Linked DNA regions of Arachis hypogaea: region 1 is linked to region 2. Evidence: chromatin contacts called from public Hi-C data. All regions are on one chromosome and are shown on one strand. The core of a region is the stretch at or near the end of the contact, and the rest is flanking DNA. Distances in the headings are between cores, read along the strand shown. Region 1 has its middle 21 kb from the start of LOC112802459. Region 2 holds the start of LOC112802457 (GDSL esterase/lipase At3g27950).

What was found. A called contact is a pair of places that touch in the nucleus more often than the background predicts.
Region 1: a contact with region 2 is called in a Hi-C map of an unstated tissue, with 2.7 times the contacts expected there. The contact joins the enhancer-like site here to the promoter of LOC112802457 in region 2. A contact is called at or near these places in 2 of 8 Hi-C or Micro-C datasets (leaf and an unstated tissue).

Annotation. Positions count from the first base shown.
Region 1 is chr5:105,469,966-105,475,789 of arahy.Tifrunner.gnm2.J5K5, reverse strand. No RefSeq gene overlaps it. Among protein-coding and RNA genes, the nearest start is that of LOC112802459, 21 kb to the left of the region's middle. Within about 2 kb of position 2,504, at least 1 of the 3 cell types and tissues checked has open chromatin away from gene starts, as enhancers often do.
Region 2 is chr5:105,428,700-105,433,900 of arahy.Tifrunner.gnm2.J5K5, reverse strand. It overlaps LOC112802457 (GDSL esterase/lipase At3g27950), which reads right to left and starts at 3,490. Exons shown (of 5, transcript XM_025845690.3): 1 at 3,083-3,490; 2 at 2,350-2,550; 3 at 2,004-2,176; 4 at 1,555-1,825; 5 at 687-1,037. The coding sequence starts at 3,350. The coding sequence ends at 802.

The sequences.
Region 1 (5,824 bases), core at 1,255-3,754, 43 kb before region 2:
CACAAGAAAGATATTCAAACAATAGAAGAAATAAGAGACAATTTAAGAAATCAATTATCGGATCAAATAAATTAGTATAATAATTATTTTATTATTATTATTAATAAATTCTTTTATAATTGAATGTCATTTTAAGTAATTTTATTATTATAAAAGTACTTTTGTATTTTTGTATCCAAATAATAACATTTTTTAAATAAGTACTTTTAACTAAAATATTCAAATATAAAATTACTTTTACTTTTTGTAAAACATTTTTAAAAAAATCATTTAAAAAAAGATCTTTTTTTTAGAATGACGCCCAAACAAGCCCTAAAAAGCAGTAGTATTATAAGAGAAGCCATTTTTTTAATTTCTCTATAAATTCCTAAATAGCTTCTTAAAAAGCTGTAATTTAATTTTAAAAATTGCACCAAACATTAATATTACTACTTTTTATAAGTCAAAAATTTAAAAAAATTATTTTTAAAACTTTCCAAACAAACTAATTTGTAAAATTAACTGTGTATACTAAAATAATGTCTAAGATCCTAATTAAATCAATTATTTTTTTAAAATTAGTAAAAATACAATACGTTAATTCTTTAGTTTTTTTTTTATTTGCTGATGGAGATTATCGTGGTGCTTTTTATCAATTTTAGAAAATAATTTATACAATTGAAATTTTAGAGAGGCTCTTAGTGCACATAGTTAATCTTATGGATCATTTTAGATCTTAACTCAATTTACGCATATGTCAAATATCATTTTAGAGAGTAGTTAAAAAAATAATAAAACTAATTTTAAGAATAACATTCAAATTAACCTCAAAAAATTTTATATTAGATATTTTAATTTTAATAAATTTTTATTTTTAAAAGTTTAAAAAAAATATTTTTATAAGATAGATTAGTCACTCCTTTATTTTAAAGGTGTCTAATTTATTTTATAATAATATTTTAAAACTCAATTATTTTTAGAAATTTATTTATCATATATATATATATATATATATATATATATTAAAAGGTGAAAATTAATTTATTTTTGTTTATAAAAATAACTGCACGTAAATTTTTATCATATTAAAAATTTGATTAAAATCTACAAAAAAATAATTTGTTTGAAAAAAATAATTCTCAATCATTTCTAACAAATAAAAATATACTAAGAATCAAAGTGTTTGATTTACATTCATAATATGTTTGATTGATTATTTATCTTTGATAAAAATATTAAAGGAAATTTTAATTAATTAAAGATCAGTTTTTGTAGGTTTCTCCCCTTTTTAAGTCGAGGTTGTAACTCAATAATCGAAAAAAAATATGTTATTCTTATCTTATGTCAGTTTTTCAATCAAAATTCTTTTTTTATTATTATTTTTTTTCTTTTTTATCTTCTTTCTCTTTTTTATTGCACACTATGATCTCCTCATTTCTCCTTTTCACTCTATTCCCTAACTACGGAGGAACTCAAGGGGGACAAGTAGTGGCCTTGGCCCCCAACAAATTTTAAACTGATATACTATTATAATAGATACATTGTATAGAGTAAAATTTAATAGTGTAATAATAGTAAAAAGTATTAATATTCTTTATGTATTAGAGTTTAAATTTTTTTACATACATTTATATTATTTGTATTTTTTTATTTAATTTAAAATTTTTTTAGATTTTTTTAAAATTAATTTTAACATTTATAATTATATAAAAAATATTTTAATATTATTTATAATAATATTATTCTTTTTCTAATTTTGTTTAGTTGTTTCTATTTAATTATTTTTTTATTATTTTTAAAAATACTTTAATATATTTTAAATTCACATAACAAAATTATTAGTACAATTAATTTATATTATTTTATGTCATATTTTTTAATAATATAAAATATAAAAATATAACTCCTTCTCAAATAAATATTTAATAAAGTAAATTAATTAATAAAATATTTAAAAATAAATAATTTTATATTTTATTAGATATAAAATTATAAAAATTATAAAAAGTGAGATAATTTTTTTAGTTGATAAATATTTATTAATTTTTAATTAAAAAATTAATTATAATTATATCTATTATCAAATATATGACTATATTTAATTATACAAAATTTTAATTTGTGATCCGTTCACTCTTAAATTTTTAAATCCGTTTCTGCCCCCAATATAATATTACCAAGCTAACACATCATCTCCAAAAATATTATCATTTCTATCATTATCAACACTATTACCACTATCATTATTATCAACAATAGAGCAAAATGAAGAAAAGATTGTGCATTAAAAGATGAAAGTAAGAGTGTATACTTTTTTTTTTGTTAGTCAGTAAATTAGATAATCCCAATCCTAGATACCCCAATAAATTGGAGAGTGATACTTAAAAGTGCATTTTGTGGTGGTCATCTGTGTTGCTGTGGCTACAATTGCTACAAACATTCTACTATAGTGCACTACACGTGGGAAGGAGAAAATGATTTGACTTTGGGTTAGATATTATTAATTATGGTGAAATTCATAAGTAACTATATTTTTTTATTTTGAGATTGTGTCTGGCCAACAAGGGCCCATAACACTACAAATGAACGAATCCCCCAACACCAACCCGACCCGAAACCTAACTTTACACTATTCTTCGCAATCAGCTCCAGCAAACAACAATACACACATAACCACCAGATTTTCTCCGATAACGTTTTTTGCATAGTTCTCCCCTTTTAGGCACCGATAACCAAACGTAAATGTTGATGGAACACTACACGAATTGACATTTCTAATCTCAATATCATCTATTGATAATATTATCACCGTAGTAAAAGAAACAATTTTAACTGTCATTAATCTGTGAAGAAAAGCTTAATTACAATATGTCATCATGTAATTGGATAGTCAACCGGTAACTACCAGTATCTACCATAAATATGGCCATCAGAGATGCAGCGTACTTAAAATTCGTTGGAATTGAAAGTAATTTGATTTGTAAATCAAATCTTATATTTAGAATATATAAGAATTAATTTGATTTTTAAATTCATAAGATTTATATCAAGTCCTCTTATTTCTCAAGAAGATTTTATTGGAATTGAAAATATTGGGTACACTAAAATAATAGTAGATGTTCGTATTATTCTTATTGTTATTGTTATTATTATTAGTAATAAAGCTAAGGATAAAATCATCCAGTCAAATCAAATTAGTTTTTATTATATTGTAATACAAAGATATACATTAATTTGTAAATGAATTCAATTTTTATTTTGCATTATTGATTTTTTTAAACACAATAATTGATTTTCAATTTTTCAAAAACATTTGTACCCAAACACATTTTAACATATTGGCTACTCGCTAGGGATGATAATTTTTTTTGGTGACTAGGGGGATGATAATTTGAGCCAACCTGACTTGATCCGGCCTACGTGTTTTGTTTCATTTGGGATAAATTTTTTAACCGTTGACTACGTTTTAGATGAGTATGAGTAATATCTAATAATTATTATTTGGGTCTGGGTCTGATATGAATAATAATTACCTGCTCCAAATATACACAAAAAAATATTTAAGATAAATTATCAGATTTCATAAATTTAAATATCGTAATATGATGACTTTATTATATTATTTAAAATTTATGTGATTTTTTTAATATTTTATATTTTATTTTATAAATTATAAATTATATTTTAAAAAATATCATATAAGACAAATAAAAAATATCTTATTCGAAATAGATATGAGTATGTAAGATATTTGGACATGAGTTTTGAATAACCAATAAAATACCTAAAATAATGAAACTGATGAATTGATCCGGGGCTTATCTAGAACCGGAGGGTTGGGCTTGAAAGAGAGATCCAAACGCTAGAGGAAGGTAGTCTCCGATTTGCTTTACGTCTGGGAATGTTGTCCGAGTTGTGTATGTAAAAGAATGGGAGGTGATACCTGCAAAGATACTCCGATGCCTAAGTTAGTAAGGGGGTAAACAGGTTTAGAGTGTATTGGAACTTAGGTTTACCTGAGTGAGACAGTGTATTTATAGAGAAGATCCAATAACCACCGTTGAAGTAGTTCCACTTCTAACGGTGGATAACCGTCCCTTTATCTTAGGGTTGTTGGGATCTCTCTTCTAGAAGTATGTGAGAGATTTAAGGAGGCAGTTACTCACTTGGATAAGTGTTGACTGCTTTATTGGTGTTGACTCCGAGTTTTTAGTGGAGGTCGGATAGCAAGTGAAAGCCATCCTTTTGGATTGGGCCTCTTGCCTTTATTTGGGCCTGGCTTACATTCTAGGTCAGGGTAGGAACAGTGCCCCTACTCGAATCCGATCTCTTAGCTATGAGTTGGATTCGAGTATTAATCGAACTTGGGGATGTTCTAAGTCAATTTCTTCTTTCATGTCAGGAAACCGACGTGATTTTTAGTTTTTGAAACCGACATGATTTTGAATTTCCAAACGTCACGTCTAATCAAACGTTGTGTCCGTTTGGCTTCTACATTTACACGTGGGCGGGCAGTTACATTGATAACAGCGCGTTCTTTTAATGACCGAACCGTTTTTACGATTATGCCCCTAGTGCATTATAAATGCCTTTCCTTCTTCTTTCCTTCCCTTCTTTCGTTTGCTTTCTGAGAACAGTTTTTAGTCTTTCGCTCCTTTCTTTGCTCACAATATCCTCAGGCTTTCTCTCTTCCGTTGCAGTATTTGTCTTTCTATCTTTTACTTTACAAAAGGTTAGTTCTATGTATCTTCTTTTTGCCTTTTTACTTGACATGCTGCATGTTTTGAGAGCGAGATTCTTTGGTGTGGCGTTTTTACTGTTCGTAGTAGGAACATTTTTGGAATTTTGCATTTTCCCTTTTGCGATGATCTCTTTTGCTATGGTTGTTATTTGCTTTAGCCTTTTGTTTGAAAAGAACTTCTTCATTATGAACTGTTTTTTTGATGACCTCTTTTTTCTGCGCAATGTAGGTATTATCATTTTCACATACATTTTTTCCTTTTTGCACAATGTCTTCCCAAATTTCTGAGACTCTTTTGAGATGCGTAGATACTTCCGTCCTCTCTGAAAACCCTTTAGTGGACACCGTCTTCATAACTGAACTCTGGAAATACCATAGGGTCTGTAGTCTTGATGGTGACGAACCCAAATATGAGTTAGTAGCCCCTAATCATGAGGACCGAGTTTATTGTGGGAGGAATGATGATGCTGATCCTCATTTTATTTTCATGTATGACTATCTTTTTACCCACTTAGGGGTTACCTTGCATTTTTCTGACTTTGAAGTGGAGGTTCTATCCCGCTGTAGGGTAGCTCCTTCCCAACTTCACCCGAATTTTTGAGGTTTTCTGAAAATTTACCAACTTGTTAGTCAAGAGCTTGACCTCCCGATTTCTTTAAAAATCTTTTTCTATCTTTTCCACTTGACCAAGCCTTTCAGTAAACAAAACAAATAACAATGGGTGTCTTTCCGAACCATTCAAGGCCGGAAAGTCTTTTCCATCTTTGATGAATCATTCCACGACTTTTTAAAAATTTCTTTTTCAAAGTCCAAGCAGTTGAAAGCCACCACCCTTTCTTCCTGGATGAGGATAATGAGCCCCGATTTCCTTTGTACTGGGTAGAAGTCTCTCCCGTAGAGAAATATAGCTTAGCAAAATTGGATGGGGTAGAGGAGGCTGTTGTTGAGTTCCTTCGAGAGGCTTGGGGATGGGCTCCAAACCTGGACACCAAGAAATTTCTTCTTGGATCTCCGAGTTCTGCCAGGATCGAGCTAGGTAGTCCTTTTCTTGCTTTTATAGTCATACTTGACTTCTCCGACTTGTGTTGATTTGTTCCCAACTTG
Region 2 (5,201 bases), core at 2,241-4,740:
ACATGGATATCTGAATTTATATTGAAATTATGTAAATCGAAGTTTCGATGTAAATTCGGACATTCATATAATATTTTTGCTTTTAAAACAATTACGTAATATTAGAGAGTAGTTAATTTAGTGGTGTCAATCATCCTAAATATTTTTAAATTTTTAAAAATTTCTTTAACTAATATTCTTAAAAGTATTCTGTAACATAGATTTAATAATATTAACTACACATAAAAAATGAAATGCAACTGTTCAATTATGCAAATTTGACTGAACAAATTAAACCATTACAATGACTTAACAATAATTGATATTTTCAAATAGAAAAGTATAGGTAGACAATGAAAATACTAAATAATGTGAACAATGGATATATCGGATGTTCATTTCAGTATGTGTGTGCGGATAGTTATCTTACCTAATATTAAGATTAGGTGGGTAATTTAGGAGTGTAGTGCGTTTTTACTTTATTGGGCTAATTTGTGAGTAATTTGGGAGTATAGTGTATTTTTACTTTATTGGACTAATTTTAGAGCCCATTGTTCACATTGTTCACAAAAAGTCATTATCTAATGTTTACCTAGCAAAGTCCACCAAATATTAAAGTTACATTTGCTTTTTCTTCTTTTTCTTTTTCTTTTTTCTTACATAAATTATGATATATGCTTGTACTCATTTGCACAACTCCTTAATAGTTTAACTAATCGTAAACCTTAGAAACTTCTTTATTAGCCTACCAACTTGAAAATCCACATAATATGTAGGACTCAAATATTGTTAACCAGATTCCGTTGGGTATAACTCAGATTCTCAGAAACAAGCCTGCCCAATTGGAATTGGTGGATCAGAGAAGGAGCCATAGAGAATGCGTTTAGCAATCCATTGATTTGCTGCTTGAGAGTAATGTATGCCATCCCAACTAACATGTTGAGAAGGATTTTTGCATGGATTCCCATAAACTGTGCCATTCACTACAGCTTTCTTCCCACAATTTATATGGTAACCATAGAAGCTACCACAACAGAACTCTAATGGAGGAACAAAACCTGCCACAAAAGCAAGAACAAAAGTTAAACTTTAAACATATAGTGAACTGTCAATTTAGCCCTTAAAAATTTGAAATGCTGAAAGTTCAGTTCTTAAAGGAAGAATATTAACCCATGATACCCAAAAGATATACTTCATAGACAATTGGGCCGAATCGGCTTAGGGAAATTGATTAAACAAAATATTTCAGCTCAGATGGTAATCCATGTGTCTCTTAATACGCTGTACTCGGGTTCGAACGTTGGTGAATGCACTAAATATTGAAAAGGAACCCTTTAGTGTTGTGTGGGTGAGTGTGTAGTGTGGGTGTGTTGTGATACCTAGGATTGGGGATTGTCCAATTTATCTGACCCAAATATATATATATATATATATATATATATATATATATATATATATATATATATCTTTTGGGTACCATATTGTCGATCTTGCAAGGCCAAATTTGGTGGTTTGTTAGTAATTTGAAGATAATCGAAACACTATATACTACTAAATTAAGTGTTCTTTTACAACCTTGGCTCTTTGCAGTGCTGATTAATTGGTATTTTGCTTTGAACACATCAACATATGTGAATTTAGCTAGAGGGAGCTTTTTCCTTAGCTGAAATACTTGGTTCTTGAGTTGCCTGTTAAATTCCAAAGCAAGCTCATTGTGAGGTTTTACACATCCATTTGCATCAATGTTACCCTTCTTAGGCTCATAGTAAATGTAACTGTATGGTAAGCATCCAATTGGACCTGTGTTATGAATCCAGAACACTCTTGCCCCTTCATTGTATAGTTGCTACAAACATAATAATCAATGCAAAATTTTAAGTCCTCAAAAAACCAAATCGCTATAACGATAATGACTCGAATGCATTAAGTTGAAGTTAGTGTTCTTTACACGAAGATAATCTAATAATATAGATTTAATATAGTTTGTTGATATAAAATTATATTTAAATTTATGGTTCCCTTACTTGAGCTGATTGGGAGTATTGGCTCAAGATATGAGGAATAGACCTTCTAACTTGTTCCATTGAACCATGTTGAATTCCAAAGGCAAGGTCATTTTGTCCAATATCAATGGTGTATATTGCCTTGGAGAATTCCTCAGGCCTTGGAAGACCACTTTTCAAAGGTGGATCTGTCCCTGGAATATTGAAAATAAATAAACAAGTGTCACTATCATAATAACGAAGCACCATTCTACTACTACCATTTTCAAAAAAAAAGAAAGTTTTTATTTCATTTCCTTTATAGGGGCACTGGCATTGTGACATAAAACATGAAACGAAAAATGGCATAGGGATGAGAAAATGAAACCGTTGTCAGAGAGCTGATTGAAGAGAATGTTGGTATGTGACTTGAACTGTATGAACTGAGAAACTTGAAGGCCAAGATGGAAAGGACTATAACCACCCGGAAGAATTGAAGAACCTCCTGTTGCAAAGTTTGCCCCATGCCTATAATTTGACCCAACCGAGTTCAAATATGCACTTACGTATGGAAGCTTCAATTCTTCAGCTGCATATATTCATACCCAAAATAAATAAATATTTATGACAAAAAGGAATGCTTAACATTTCCAACATCTACAAAGTCCAATCACGCGTGCACCAAAATAGTTCTCAAGATCCTAATTGCAGCAATTATGTCTCTGAGACTAGCAAAAATGTACCATATTAGTTTTTAATGGTGTGATGAGTTATTTACTGAAAAAGAATTGAGATTCTAATATAGTGTACTTCTGCTAATTTCAGAATACAATTGATGCAACTGAGATTTCAAAAACTATTTTAGTACAAGCAGCCAATCCTAGAGATTACTTTGAGACTAAAGCGGTTAGGGAGAGATCGAACATTAATTGCAGGGATTATGGATTGAGATGTTAAATCTATCGAGTCTCTTACGATTTATGTTGATTAAATAAAACTAGCAACCCACAAATTAAGGATTAATGACTTAAAAAAGGAAACACACATTATAGAAAAGTAAAGCTGACCCAAGACTTATGAAGATGAAATCTGAGAAGGGATGAGAAGTGGTTCGGGCTTACTTATGAAATCGATGATGAGACGGCCATCGGAGGCTCTTCCTGAGAGAGTGCCAAAGAAGGTTTCACCATTGGGAGGTTGAACACTAGTAAATGCTGCAGATACGGCTCCAGTGTCTGAGTTTGAGTCCCCAAAGTTGTATATTGCAGGGAACCAACACTTATTATTGTTTCCACCACCTAAGGCTTCTTGAACCAATGACCATGATGATAACACACACAGAGTCAAACACAAATGCCTTGTTACATGTTTGCTTCTCCTACAATCCATGGTTCAAGGCTTTTTATCTTATGGAATGTGTACTCTGTCCTCTGTGTTTTGCTCTGCTGCCACTAATATGTAAGTGTGCTTCCTCAAACTCCAAGGAGGCAGTGAAACTCTTGTGATAATTGCAAATAATGTGTTATATCACTGTTCACCGACATGATTATTTTTTATATAAATATAATGTCACGGTGAAAATAGTTTGTAAGAATAACTGGATTCGATCTTGTTTATGCTTATTTTACAGTTGCTGCAACTTTACGCTTTTGACGAAACAAATTAATCATGATGTTTGTTTTAATTTTCCAAAACATACACATATATATTGACATGTAAACTTGAATATGGAGCAATAAAATGTTTATGGAAGACCAGTTTTTGACCAGTTGGAACTGGAATTATTCTGTACCATAATGGATTTTCTTGCATGAAAATTTTCAGCTTATATGGTTGTCTTAATTTTTTATTATTGACACCAAAAAGGTAGAGGTAACATTCAACCTCATTACATAAAAAACAAAAAAACAAAACAAAACAAAGCTGTAGTCTACAACAAAAATTATTTTCAGTATTTTTTACTAGGTGTAAAAATTTCTTATATTGGATTTTTCATAACCTTCACATATATGTTGCTTATCATCCGAATTCCGAATGTTAAAAACCTAACACTAATAAGAATCCTCACTTTTATCATATGTGAAAATTGTAGGGACCATTATTAATTATAATTTTCTAGTTTGTTTCATGATTTGCTGGTTAATATTTTGAGCAAAAAAGTTAAATAGAATCTTCTTTTTTGTACACCGGACCGCAGAATCTAGTAACGGGAAAGGCACAAACAACTTTTAGGGTCTGTTTTATGGAGCTTTCTAGTATGGGAAAAAAGTATATTTGGAACTTTTAGTAAATTTTTTGAAGAGAAATTAAGATTAATAGATAGGAACTTAAGATTAAATTAAGTCTTTCTATTATATCTTGTGTAAAATGTATATAACAGAGTTATATTTTAGTATTTTATTTGGTTCAAATTTAATATAAAGATAATAAAAATATTTATTAGTTATAAAAAATATTGTTAAAATTTCAATAATTATTTTTAAAAATTTTAGTCACTTATTTTTTTAATTTTTGAAAATAATGAAAAGGCTAAAATTTTGTAGCTTGAACTGAAATTTTAATTTCAATTTCTAACTATTAAACACAATACTAAATTTTAATCCTCTATTTTTAATTTTAGTCTCTATAAAAAAACACTACCTTAATACATGGATGCTTTAACAATTTAAAAAAATGAGAGAATGTTTTGTGAATATAAGCTTTTTGGAAAAATCTTCCGCCATGGACACTTTGTTGATTGTCGCATTTATGTGTTGGATACATTTCGGATACGGTACTTATTGATATTTGTTTAACACACGTGTTTGTTGTTTAATAAAAAAAAAAAATTAGATACGCTTGGATATACTTAAATATTACCAAATGTTAGTATGTCCAACTTTATTTTTAACATATATTTTTGAAAAAAAAATTAGTATATATTATTATCTATTAGTCATATATTAAAAAAGAGCTAAAGATAATTTCTAGATTCATTCTTAGTCCTATAGGTTTCTAAATTCATTGTTATTCCTCTTTTTTCATATGTTTTATTATTTATTTTTTACACCTTAACGTCCTATTAAATTTATCAAATATTACAAAAAATAAAATCAATGTCAATTCTATCTTAAGATCTCATTAAAATTATGAAATGTTACACCTAATAAAGGTCCACTAAAATCAATGTAAATTTCACTTTAAATTCCCATTAAAATTATGAAACGTTATACCTAATAAAATTTAATGTACAAGAAAAAA